2 separate regions of the Oryctolagus cuniculus genome follow, and region 1 is linked to region 2. The links are chromatin contacts, called in public Micro-C maps. All regions are on one chromosome and are shown on one strand. Each heading gives the region's core, a stretch centred on a gene start, on an enhancer-like site or on the middle of the called end of the contact. The rest is flanking DNA. Distances are from core to core; before and after follow the strand shown.

Evidence for each region. A called contact is a pair of places that touch in the nucleus more often than the background predicts.
Region 1: a contact with region 2 is called in a Micro-C map of ear pinna, with 3 times the contacts expected there. The contact joins the promoter of NUP107 here to the enhancer-like site in region 2. A contact is called at or near these places in 2 of 6 Hi-C or Micro-C datasets (ear pinna and an unstated tissue).

What each region holds. Positions count from the first base shown.
Region 1 is chr11:71,065,588-71,072,374 of mOryCun1.1, reverse strand. NUP107 (nucleoporin 107) reads right to left here and starts at 4,844. Exons shown (of 28, transcript XM_008256765.4): 1 at 4,684-4,844; 2 at 3,155-3,246; 3 at 2,593-2,679; 4 at 2,022-2,137. The coding sequence starts at 4,691.
Region 2 is chr11:70,742,518-70,749,414 of mOryCun1.1, reverse strand. No RefSeq gene overlaps it. Among named protein-coding and RNA genes, the nearest start is that of MDM1, 38 kb to the right of the region's middle. Within about 2 kb of position 1,369, at least 4 of the 8 cell types and tissues checked have an H3K27ac peak or open chromatin away from gene starts, as enhancers often do. A contact at or near this core is called in ear pinna, where this site is marked.

The DNA of each region.
Region 1 (6,787 bases), core at 3,595-6,094, 320 kb before region 2:
TAGATGAGGGTACTTTCAAAAGTTCATGGAAAATGGAATTAAAAGATAAGTATTTTGGTTCAAAAAATACTTTAAATCTATGCACAGCTATTTAATAATATATATTTTCCATGAAGTTTTTGTTCAACTTACTTTTTTAAATGCTTATTTTCTTTATTTGATAGGCAGAATGACAGAGAAAGTCAGGCAAAGATCTCGTCTGGTGGTTTACTCCCCAGAGTCCTACTAATAGCCAGGGCTATCCAGGAGCCAAGAACTCAATGCGGGTCTCCCATGTGGGTGGGAGGGATTCAACTACTAGAGCCATCAAGTGTGCCTCCCAGGGTGCACGTTAGCAGAAAGCTGGAGCTGGGATGGGGCCGGAACTAAGTCAGGCACCGATATGGGATGCAGGCATCTTCACTGCTACATCAAATGCCCGCCTCTCCAGCAATTTTCCAAAGATGCTTCAGTTTAACAATCTAAAAATTCAAATGACTGCCATAAACTTTAAAGACAGATTTAACCTTCTGTGATGAGAAGTTTAACACACAAAAGCATCCTTCAGAAAATACTAATTCAGAGAATTTCGTGCGTGCATAAAAATCTCTGTGTCTTTTTAGTCAGCACAAAGCCAAAGACAGGGGAATCATTTTAATTTTGTCCACTACTCCAATAAAAACCATCTGTGTCCTTCTCAAACAGAACTCATTCTTTTTTGTTGGGGTATTTTTAAAAATTATTTACTTATTTTATTTAAAAGGCAGAACAACAGAGAAAGCATAAGACATGGGGAAGGGGGAAAGCGGAAAGAAAGAGAGAGATCTTCCAACTGCTAGATCCCTCCCCAAATGGCTCCAAAAGCCAGATCTGTGCCAGAACAAAGTTAAGAGCGAGAAAGAAACTCCATCTGGGTCTCCTATGTGGGTTACAGGGGCCCAAGTACTTTGGCCATCAGCTGCTGCTTTCCCAGGCAGTTCGCAGGGAGCAGGATGGGAAGCGGATCAGCAGGGACTTGAACCAGCACTGATACAGGATGTCACCATTGCAAGCAGAAGCTTAACCTGCTGCACCACAACGCTGGCCCTGTAGAGTATTTTTAACAAGTCAGTGAAATAATTTTGCACCACAGCAATCCCTGAAGTGTATCTCATCTATTTGATTCCAGAGTTTTCTCTTATTCCCTCGTTCAGAAAAATAAACTCATATTCTTCTCGTGTGCTCTTACCACACGGATCATTTCTGTGACTGGGTGTGGGGTTTCCCCACAAACCAAGTGAGCGGTCAGTCCTGCCGCACACAGCGGCTGGGCATCCCCTCATTCGGTTCAGTTCTCACACTAACTGGAGGTCCTGCCAAATCAGGCTGAGACACGGAGTCTGTCTTATGATATCCTTTATCTACTACTCATGCTACTACTGAAGCTCTTCTGTGCTTCAAAGCAGGGTACGGTTTTTACAGCCATCAGAAACCAAGCCTCGAATGTATTTATTTTGGTTAGCAAACTGCCACATTAAAATATTTTATCTGCATGTAGATGATGCAGCTGTCACAGTCTCTACTTGTGACAGGAGATACTTAAGGGCTTTAGTTTTTCAAGCGTCTAACTCATTATATCAATGCATATAATACAGAATTACATTTATGATGAATATGACTTCAGTTTTCATTAAAAGGCTTTTGACGTGGGGCCTGCACAGTGGGTAAATCCGCCACTTGCAGTGCTGGCATCCCAGCTAGTTCGAGTCCTGGCTGCTCCTCTTCTGATCCAGCTCCCTGCTAATGTGTCTGGGAAAGCAGAATTAGATGGCCCAAGTCCTGGGGACCCTGCACCCACGTGGGAGACCTGGAAGTAGCTCTGGGCTCCTGGCTTCAGATCGGCGCAGCTCCAGCCATTGTGGCCATTTGGAGAATGATCCAGCGGATGAAGTCCTCTCTCTCTGCCTTTCTAATAAATAATCTTTTTTTTTTTTTTAAAAAGCTTTTAACCAAATATACTTGTATAAAAAGGGAGATGTTTTCAGCCCCATTTTTCCACTTACCATGGACAGATTTCCCAAGAACCCTGAAGACTGTGTAAGTCGAGGAGACCTCCCTCCTGTTCCAAGGATGCAGGAAACATCTGGGTGCTTTAGCAAGCTTCGGTTCAGTGGAGTAACTACAAACCAGAGATTAGTCAAAAGAGCCCAAGATGCACAAGCATTCATCATCAAGACAAAGCAAGCCAACAAACAACAAAGATTTTTCAGTATTCAATCATTTAGATCCTAACTGAATATTTTCAATATTAACATTTCCATGAAACGAAAATATAATCTATTCTAACTTTGAGATTATATTATTACTGAGCCCACTGGGAAAATGTACCACAAATAGAGATATTTTCATTATACAGTAACTGAATAGTTTAAAAAAGGATACTTATTTTACAATGAATTTTTTGTATGATAATTTTATAAAATATACTGAGGTAGTATGCTGTAGCAGGCCTAGGCTTTGGAGTAAACAAACCAATATTTGAATCCTGGGTCCATTATTTACATCCTTATTATCCATATTAACTTCTTGAAGTCTCATTTTCAGTCTTGGTAAAACAGATAACAAAAATCTTACAAGGCTGTCGAAATGAGCTGGGAGTTCGAGGGATAATCTGATTTCTTGGTGTGGTATTAACAAAATTTTCATCTTGGGATGTTCGAACTATAGGAAGAGTTAAGAAAATTTTCCTTGCAAAAAAGAGATCACTAAAGTTAGAATTAACCAAATTTTTACTACACAAAATACATGAATACAGTTAAGAACAAGGTGTTTTATAGCTACCATTTAAACAAGTAATTCCTCATGCCATTTAAATTCTCGGATGTCAATATTAGGTAACTACACATTGACCGAAGTGTTCTTTGATTTCAAATAAAAAGAGAAAATTTCATCTCAGCAAAAGCTTACTAAAATATGATAGCAGTAAAACAGAACATCTTTGTTTCCAGGAAAACATAAATTTTAATCTCATTGAACTTCAGCAATATATTTATCAAGAACATTATGTGTGAAATGAACAAACCTAATTTCTACAGCATTTTATTATAGCTAATACTGCTCACAAAAAGAAAATTCTATCACACTGATTCTAAACATACCACAATCGGTAACGTGATGCTTAAAATGCAAAGGATACTTAAAACTCTCTTTTGAGCACTCTGTTTCTTGGCAGTGCGTGTCACCTCTGCCTCTCGGATCACAGGGGATGACAAGTCTCCGAAGCCACCCCTAAAACAGTATAATCAAGCTCGGGTAAATGAAATGACAATGCAGCATGCACAAAAGGTCTATCAATAAGAACGGAGCAGGAGCCCCCAGGTCAGCCCAGGGATAGGTCACTCCAGCAGCTAAGTCTTGGATCTCTGTTGTTTGCTGAGAATGCCCTCTCAGCTCCGAATCCTGCTTATTCCTCCAAACCCCACTTTAAGGTCCCCTGCACAAAAACTTGGCTGACTGTCCAGCACTATGCTATTTTCTCCTGGGAATTTGTTTTAACACTGCTTTAGATAATTGCGGCATCAAGGTAAATCTTTTCTCTCCCTGTTGGAATACGGAATTCCTGAATTGCAGGAACCATCTCCTGAAAGGATCTTCTGCAATCTCCCAAACGCAGTCCCGCCTGTCTTACACAGGAGGCTGCGGTGGGATCACACGCGGTCGACAGTCTTCTGGAACAGTCACAGCCATACATCGCCCCCCTAAAACAGGTACCGCCTTACGACCCTTCGGCTGCACAAAGCACGCACTCTTTCACGTCCGCACATTTCGGAGCCTGTTTCTTTCCCAGAGACCCACATGCGCGCGCTGGCTCACAGGTGAACACCTGCTTAGCCCTCAGCCTCACGGGGGCTGGAGACACCAGGTCCGCGAAGGTGACCTGGCTCTTCCACTTGGTAGCTTCCTAGCTTTCACCGAGTTACTTCGTCTCTTTAGCCCCAGTGTTGCCCATGATGCTACTTCTGCTCCTACGACTGCTCTTCAGATTAAACAAGCTAACAGAATATACACCGCTAGTCCAGCGGCTGTCACAGAGGAGGCACCGTGGGGATGTTCTGCGGACTAATAACACCAGCTAGAACGTTACCTTGAGAGGTCTTCCCGATGACTTCCCGAGACGGGCTGTTACCTGCTCCATTTTCCCCACAGTGCACTACAAAACGCTTATTCCTTGACTTGGCGGGGTTATCGCTGCCACTACACGACGAATTCCCCGGGGCCAAGGACCTTGAATAACTCCTCTTTCTCGCAAGACGGCTGCCACCGCGCCCAGGTCGTAAGGCGAACTCGGTACCTATCTGATGCTGGCTGAGATCTCGGTGCCGTCGCCGACCAGCTTCACCGTCTCCAGCGGATTGCTCGGCATCTCGAAAGCACGGCCACCACCTACCCCGCCCACCCGCGACACCAAAGACGCTGCGGGAAGGCACCGGACAGATCGCAGGGTCGCGGCGCGAGTTGCGGGACGACCATCCACACCCCTTCCCCAACCCACGCCGAAAGGCTTTCCTCCGTCAGGTGCCGAAATCTCCCGGTCCGGGAAAGGCGTCCAAGGACCAGCACCCTGGACCTCTTCGGCTTCCTCCCGGAATCTGGTTTCATCTATTTCGTTCCGGCAAGAGCAAGAGGGACAAGACTCCCAGCCCAGCTGTCACCCCCAAAACTCACCTGTCCATTTTTACAGCCTTCTCCACCCAGGACCTCGCCAACTCGGCCTTGGGTTAGCCACCGCGTTTCAGCCTTCCCGCTCTCCGGAAGTAAATCCTTTAACCCGGAAGTATACCCTTGCCAAGAGAGCCCTGAAAAAAAAGGGTGCGGGAGAAACATTGTTCCCATCTTGCGCATGCGCAACTTCCGTTTAAGCGAGCGCAGGCGCACGAGAGGGCGCAGAAGGCGGGGCCTGGCCAAATTTACCGTGACGCACGACCCGCTACGTTGCCTGACCGGCATTTGTGGGCGTGGTCCAGGCGCGGTAGTATCCTACTGGGAATTGTGAAATACGTTGATAGTCTGGGACAATGAGAGCTCATTTCCTGGTTTTCTCTTCGAGAAGGAACCTGGCCTTGGAATTCAGTTGTGCTGGTTCTGCCCCGCACCTCACAGGTTCCTGGGTTTCTCTGTGCGCTCACTTCTGAATTGTGTGAAACCCCACAGTTTTTGAAACTGTTTTACATAATTGCTGTTTGCCCTTTACTTGGTATTTTTTTCCTTACTAAAGAGAAAAGAACCATCTGTCTTAAGAAGTCGAAAAACAAGCATAGAAAGTGACGGTATTGTCCTCTATTTCAAAGTGCTGTTTAGGCAAATTAATAAGAATAATCATGTAGGATATTCTGGCCCTGAAAAAAATTAGTCAAGATTCTGGTTTTGCTTTTTGCAATTTGAAAGCAGTGACTGGCTGGTTGGTAACCAGATGACAATAATAATGGTAGCTACCTTAGTTCATTGATCTAATAAGCCCGGTTATGTGTTCCAACTGCTAAATAAAAATTATAGGAGGCTGTTGTGTATTTTAAATATTTATTGATGTTATTTGAAAGGCAGAGATGCAGAGAGACAGAGATCTTCCATCTTCTGGTTTCACTCTTCAAATGGCCTCGGTGGCCAGGCCTCCGGGAGGCCAAAGCCAAGAGCCAGGAGCTTCTTCTGGATCTCCCATGTGGGTGCAAGGGCCCAAGGACTTGGGCCATCTTCCATTGCTTTCCCAGGCTGTAGCAGAGAGCTGGATGGGAAGATGAGCAGCCAGGACATAAGAGATGACGACAGTGCAGGTGGAGGCTTAGCCTTCTATGCCACAGCGCCAGCCCCAGGAGGGTATTGTTCAGAATAAGCCCTAGGCCCCTCCAACAGACCAGACTCACCAAAACACAGTCCTCACACCAAAGTTAAACAGCACCAAACCAAGCCCAAGTTGTTTTCTGACCTGAGATTCAGGAGAGAAGTGACAACTGAATTTCCCACACGGGCCAATTTCTCTCTCTCTTTCCCTTCCTTCTTTTCTTTTCTTTTCTTTTCTTTTCTTTTCTTTTCTTTTCTTTTCTTTTCTTTTCTTTTCTTTCTTTTCTTTCTTTTCTTTTCTTTTCTTTTCTTTTCTTTTCTTTTCTTTTCTTTTCTTTTCTTTCTTTCTTCTCTTAGATTTATTTGTTTTATTTGAAAAGTAGAGTTACAGAGGCTGAGGTGGGGGTGGGGGGAGGTCTTCCATCTGCAAGTTCACTCCGCAATTGGCCACAACGGCCAGAGATGCACTGATCTGAAGCCAGGAGCCAGGAGCTTCTTCTGAGCCTCCCACAAGGGTGCAGGGGCCCAAGAACTTGGACCATACTCTACTGCTTTCCCAGGCCATAGCAGAGAGCTGGTTTGAAAGTGGAGCAGCTGGGACTCGAACCATGCCCATATGGGATGCTGGCAATGTAGGCCACAGCACCAGCCAGGGGTCAATTTCTTTTCTTTTTTTCTTTTTTTTTCCTGTAAGGGAAAGGATTTATTGGTGGGGGAAACCTGACAGACTGGAGGGAAGGGGCAAAGAAGGAAAAAGAGAGAGAGAGGAGAGCATAAGATTGAGAGAGAGATCAAGAGACAGAGAGAGGAGACATGTTCAGGAAGAGGTCCTGTTAAACATTTGTGGTGGGGGGTGTGGGGTGGGAAGGGAAGTAGGAACAGTGAATCCTATTAGGATGGGAGAGTGGAGCTGACAATGGTGGTTGGGCCATGTGGTCACCTGGCTTCCAGCAATGGCGGTGGGGGTGGGGTGGGGTGGGTGTAAAGCCTAAGA
Region 2 (6,897 bases), core at 120-2,619:
CTAAACCACACTTGGGCTTTCTCATCTCACTTCTCCAGCATCTGTAGCTGGCACCGATGGTATTTCCTGAGAGTGCTATGGTAATATCCTAATAGCACAGAGCACTCTGTTGCAATTACCACCCCAAAAAGGCAATTAGACAGTCTGTGCACGTAATGAGGGCTGGTGCTGTGTCCTGATCTCGGCCCACCCTTCTTTGAGCAACAGGGCGAGCTGTTGATAATCATGGTCAACCAGTCCACCCAAGGGCTTCCCGTCTCCTGCTTTGACAGTGGGGCCGGTGGCTGGGGGGAAGGTAAGGACCTTCTTGCCGCAAAGCCAGACAGAGCTCTGGGCCCCGGGCGCTGGCAGTGCCCTCCCAGAGGGGGTTATAATGGGTTAAAGCAGGTGGGCCTCATCCAAGTGCTCTGTTTCTCTTACCCCCACACTACCCTGCACCTAAGCATGTACAGCAAGTTTGTAGCAGGGTCAGTCTGATCATAATATTCAAAGATATCCTGCCGGTGCCGTGGCTCAATAGGCTAATCCTTCGCCTGTGGCGCCGGCACACTGGATTCTAGTCCTGGTTGGGGCACCGGATTCTGTCCCGGTTGCCCCTCTTCCAGGCCAGCTCTCTGCTGTGGCCTGGGAGTGCAGTGGAGGATGGCCCAGGTGCTTGGGCCCTGCACCCCATGGGAGACCAGGATAAGCACCTGGCTCCTGCCATTGGACCAGCGCAGTGTGCCGGCCGCGGCGGCCATTGGAGGGTGAACCAATGGCAAAGGAAGACCTTTCTCTGTCTCTCTTTCACTGTCTACTCTACCTGTCAAAAAAAAAAAAAAAACATAAGAAAGATATCCTTCACTCACCTATCACATAAAAGATGTAACATTTGATTCCAAAATGGAAGGAACAAGGCTTAAAGGTAGGAAAAGACTACAGAGGATCTAACTTTTGAGAATCTGGGGGAGGCAGAGAACGCTTTAGGAGGGAGGGGAACAGGTGGGACAATTCCTGGGAGGTTGGGGTGTGTGGGGGTGAGAGAGGGAGGGTGGGAAGCAGAAGAGATTGACTGCAGACAGACCTCCCCACCCGGGCCTGCGCGTCACCGAAGAGCGAGCCTGGCGAATCTTTTCTGTTTTCCAGGACCACGCCGGTCCTTTGGGAATGTAGGTTTTCTCCACTTATTTCCTGCCTCGGAACGTCCGAGCCGTGTCCTGCCTGGGACAGGGCCCCCACTGTTTCCGATGGATTGTTCAGTGCTTCATGCAGTGGGCTTGCTGTGGGATTGTGTCCTCTGTCTCGTGGACACTGTTTTTCCTGGGCATCCAACCTGTGTACCGTCACAGAGCAGGCAACAGCAGAGTGCGAAGAAATCCAAAAGCCATCTCAGCAATCTGTTCTGGGCAGGCTTGGGAGTCCCGAATAAAAAGCAACTTCAGAATAGGTCAAAGGGAGAGAGGGGAGGGTGGCTCACGGTTGCTATGGTAACCAGCAAACATGTTTGGCGTCCAGAGGCCCTGCCCCTGCGCGGGGTGACGGCTTTTGTTGTGAAATTGGTGACCTTCATCTGTTTTTCCACGATTTATTTTTAAAGTTGTTCATAGTAATGAATTACTCATTACCTACAGCCCATCTCTGTCCAGGTTTGGGACCAGCCCCGGTCCCCACCCTGGTCCCCGCTGTGGCCTGTGGTTCCGACCGTCCTCTCTCACAGAAAAGCGTGCAGGCAGGGATGTGGTGACTGGGACGCCAGAGCTCTGCAGTGTGGCGTTAGCTGCTGTGGCCCTCAGTTCTATTAAAAAAGGGGATAAAAATATCTGCGTTGCCCGCTTGAAGGCGGTTTTGTGGCGATCGATGAGACTTCAGATGTAAAAGTGATTTGAAAATGCTTAGTGCCCTCTGCTCACTTAACAGGAAGCACAATTAGCTTTGGAGTTGTCAGAGGGAATGCTAATGACAGATGAGAAAGGTTTCTCATGAATGACAGGAGCTGCCCGTGCCTTGAAAGGGATTGTGAAGCTGCATCCAGGTGCAGCTGGCAGTGACGGCAATCGTGTAGTGATGCCTGTGATGTGAACAGGAGGCAGAAGTGGCTTCACAGGAACTTTCTGCTCCCTTGGCCCTGGCAGATTCCTCCATTGCTTTCTTCGGCTGTGCTTGGAGTGGGGGGAGCGCATTGCCGCTCTGTAGCTTGAATGATGTTGGTTTGTCAGAGTTGCTTTAATGGGAGATGAGCTCCTAACACGCCAGGCTGAACCCTGTAATTTTGTTTTTTTTTTTTTAAACAACATTTTGATTTCTTACTGGTAAGAGTGAAATGTGCTTATTCTTAGAAATTTGACAAATAACCGAGAAGCAGACAATCAATAAGAATAGCCCATCATTTCTTCATTCCTGGATAACTTATGACACCTTGGTTATAGGTTTCATAACTTCTGATATGACTTATTATTTTATTTTATGTAAAAAATTAAAAACCACTTATTTTAATTGAAAAATAGAAAGCATAAAATAAAATAAAAAGAAAAACCACTTATTTTATCTGAAAAGGAGAGAGAGAGAGATAGGTAGAGATATCTTCTTTCTGCTGGTCCACTACCGAAAGGATTGCCAAGAGCTAGGGCTGGGCTAGGCTGAAACCAAGAGCCTGGAACTCATTCTGGGTCTCCTCCGTGGGTGGCAGGCACCCAAGTACTGGCCTTACCAACTGCTGCCTCTCAGAGTGCACATTAGTAGGAAGGTGGGTGAGAAGTAGAGTAGCCAGTACCTGAACCAGGCACTCAGATGTGGGATGCGGTCCTCCCAAGTGATGATTTGATAACTGTGCTAAATGCCTGTTTATTGTTTTAAATGATTACTGGTGCTGTGTGGATCTGTGGAGACCGGCTGGGAAGCTCTTACAGAAGTCTGGGTGGTCGGGGGGTAAGTGTGGAGGTGCTGGCCTGGACAGAGGAGGTGGTGAGAGATGTTGGATTTGGTTGTGTGTTTTGAACTTGGAGAAAATCACTTCCTAATGCAGTGGGTGTCTGTGGTAAGGCATCAAAACGATGACATCTAGGTTTCTAGTCCCATTTCTGGTGAAATGATGACTGCTTCCCGGGGAAGGGAGCACTGTGAGAAGAGCAGGTGTGTGTGTGTGTGTGTGTGTGTGTATTGTGGGGCATGGTGGAGGAACCTGAGAGTTCACTCTTGCATCTGAGAAGGGGGAGTGACAGTTTCACGATTTTCACGCCCAAGGAAAGATGTCTGGTGGGCAGGTGGATATATGTCGGCGGCTCAGGAGCAGAAGGTGGGATGGGAGATTCTAATCTGAGGATCAGCAGCATAGTGAACGTAGAACAGAGATGGGACTGGCCTGGGGAGTGAAAGGCAGATGAAGAGACTGGAGCGCTGAGGCTGAGGCTCTGCACATGTGTTGGCTGGGAAGAGTGGGAGGAGCTGCCTGGGAGGATGAAGCAGCAGCCAGTGGACTAAGAAGAAAGCCAGGGGTAAGTGCAAGGCCCAGACCCTCAGGGACAGGGGACGTTAAGGATAAAGGGAAAGCCCCCTCTCTCTTTGTACACCCAGACACACTCCCGTTCATGCCTTATGCACATGCACATTCAGATGTTGTTACATAGATATAGGGCTTCCCATGCATCACAAACACTTTCTCATGCCTTAAAACACCTTCTAAAATATTACTTTGAACAGCAGGAGAGTATCCTATCCTCATGGAAGCAAATTTGGAAGGAACAGCCTTCTATGGACATCCTGTGTTTCCTTGGGCTTAATTCCAGGAGAGAAATTACAGTAGATGTGGAAGCCTTTAAGGCTTTTGACTCATGTTGTCAATCTGCCTTTCAGAGAGGCTGTACCACAGTCCACCAGCAGTTAATTGAAACTAAGATTTGGCCACCACCATCATGATTAAAAAAATGTGTGCACTCTGTGTCTGTACAGTGCTATCTAGTTTTGCCTCGTGCAGGGTGAGATTGATAGAGGTTGAAGGCGGTTCAGTCTAAGGCTTCTTGTGTGCAGTGTGGGTGGTAAGCAAGTTGATCCCTGTCTCCTTAAGTATGAAAAAATGAATATAAACGTCTCCCAAACCAGCCACTCCAGGACGCAGGGCTGGCGAGGAAGAGGAAATCTTGTTCTGAGCCAGTTTCTCAGGCGTGGGGTGGAACAGATCCTTGTCAGAGGCACAGGAGATGGTGTGGTTCTTGCAACTCTCGGCCTGACTTCCTGTGGGCCCAGCCTGGGAGAGGGCGTGGTCAGGGTCACAGCCAGGGTCACGGAGAGGCGGAAGTTATCTCTTCCCAACAGCAGCAGCAGCTGTCAGACCCAAATGTGCGGGTGGTAGAGCTCTGTAGCCCCATGAACAGCAACCCACGTTGCCCGACTCAGCTATAGGCATGAGCAGAGGGAGCAGAGGGACCCAGGCGGCCTGCCCCACATGCAGTGTCCCTTCCAGACTGGGTGGGACCATAGCAGTTCCAACTGGCCTGGCCTCCCTGGGCGCGGCCAAAGTGGAAAGACCTTGTGTGTGTTATGCAACTGCAGCAGGACACAGCATTTTGCTGTTCATCTGCAGCGTTGCAAGGGACAATTGCATCACATTGTTAGGCTACAGATGTGGAAATCACAGATACTGAGGTGATAGGAATCTCAAGAATGCATGGGACATGACGATAGACCAGACATGGGGATTGTGGCAATCTTGTGTGTCATTGTCTTATTTCATAACCGTACCAGTTGGAAAAGAACCCTTAAAAAAAAAATGGACTCCAGAGGAGGAAAGAAAGCACCACAGTCCTTCATTTTCTGGGAATACAGACACCTACTATCTTCTATAGTTACCAAGAAAGAATTCTTGAAGTTCAATTGGCCCAGGCCCGGAGGCCCCAGGTTCAAAGGAAGCCCTACTGTGAGCATTGAAAATGAAAGTGGAAAATTTTCAGTAGAAATAATGGTGCTGTTCAGTTTCTGTAGATGTTTTCCTTCCTGTAATTATGAAATGATACATTTCCATTTAAATCGTTCCACTGTATAGAGTACAAGCTAATCTTCTCTCCCTCTAACCTCACTCCCATCTTCTCAGAGTGTTTTTCCAGCACTTACATCAGAGTATAAGTACACAGCTCATGTAGAGTATGTTTATCTAACTACTAGCATATAGTGTTCAATAACATTTACCCCACATATAGTTTTTTTAAGTGAGATTATACTCTATGAATTATGCAGCTTAAGTTTTATTTAGATGTCATTTCTCTTTGTCTCTTGGCAAGTAGTTTAGTTTCATCCATGCTTTATGAAGACAAAAACCCAAAAACTTGCTTGAACCAAGGACGACCAGACTGATTCATTCATTCAGTGATGATTTCTTGCATGCCCAGTAAGCATGAGACATTGTTCACGGTGCTGGGAGTGAACCAGATGGTCACAGTCTTCACCCTCGTGGAACAGATGTGTTGGTGGAGAAAGGTCAGCCACGCACAGTGGGACACAGGCGTGTCAGGTGTTGATAGCAGGGTGCGTGTCTTCACAAGGCTGACTGTGCTGCTTAGGATAGAATGCACTGTAAAGGTGACACATCCAGGATCTGGATCCCAGAGGGCAACCTCTCATGGGTATCTGGGCAGGGGCATGGCAGGGGAAGGAACGTGCAGTGTAAGAGCTCTGAGAAAGGAGGTGCTTTGTGCAGAATGGTGGCCGAGGAGTGCTGAGAGCAGAGATGGCTGGAATCGGGCCATTTGGAGACCTTGCACACTTACTCTGGGCACCTCAGGATGTCACTGTGGGGGTGGGAGGATCTGGGGCAGAAAGTCTCATGATCTACTCCCTGGTCTCACATGAGTGCTCCGCTGCTGTTGAGAACAGACCCCAGGAGGCAAGGACAGAAGTGGAGAATTCAGTTAGGAGGTCACGGCAGCCACCAGGGCTGTGAGGACGAGGTGGTGACATGCTGGAGTCTGGGTATGTTTCCAAGGTCAGGACAGCAGGATTTGCTGCTGATGGAGCAGATATGGGGTGTGAATCAAGGAGCAAACTTGAGGGTGACTGTCCTAATGTGCAACATATGGCATACTCCTAATGAGAGCTAGGAACAGAAACAATGGGAGGAAATGGACAACAAGAGACCCCAGGTCATGGAGCCTTGGAGGACCACCATGGATGCCTGATTCCTCGACTTTCTGCCTCCACGATATGATGGGCTATGCCACACGGGTCTTCCCCATGCTAGTGCTTTCCAATCCCTTTCCTGAGCAGCCCTGATGGCAGAGGAGAGCAATCTGACGCTCAGCTGCCTGGATCAGAGCTTGCAGGGCCTCTCTAGACAAGCAAGGCATTGGATTAATGCCTCACATTTAGAAAAATGTTAAATTTCACTCCCATTCTTCTCCATATTATGAAAGTCTAGTTTTTTTAAAAAAGATTTTATTTATTTATTTGAAAGTCAGAGCTACATGAGAGAAGAGAGGTAGAGAGAGAGAGAGAGATCTTCCCATCCGCTGGTTCACTCCCCAGATGGCTGCAATGGTCAAAGCTGTGCTGATCCGAAGCCAGGAGCCAGGAGCTTCTTCCAAGTCTCCCATGCAGGTGCAGGGGCCCAAGAACTTGGGCCATCTTCTACTGCTTTCCCAGGCCATAGCAGAGAGCTGGATTGGAAGTGGAGCAGCTGGGACCCAAACCGGCACCCATATGGGATACTAACACTGCAGGCGGTGGCTTTACCTGTTATGCCATAGCTCTGGCCTCCAGTGTTATTTTAATTTACATTTTTTACCTATAAATCAAAATGGAATTCTGAAGTCATAGTTTCACTATAGAACAATAATAAGAAAAATCGGTCCCAGAGGTAGAAGCATAGAAAAAAATGAGTTTATAAGGTTTATCCCAACCACCCTTTAAGGATGCTAAACTAACTTTGGGCAA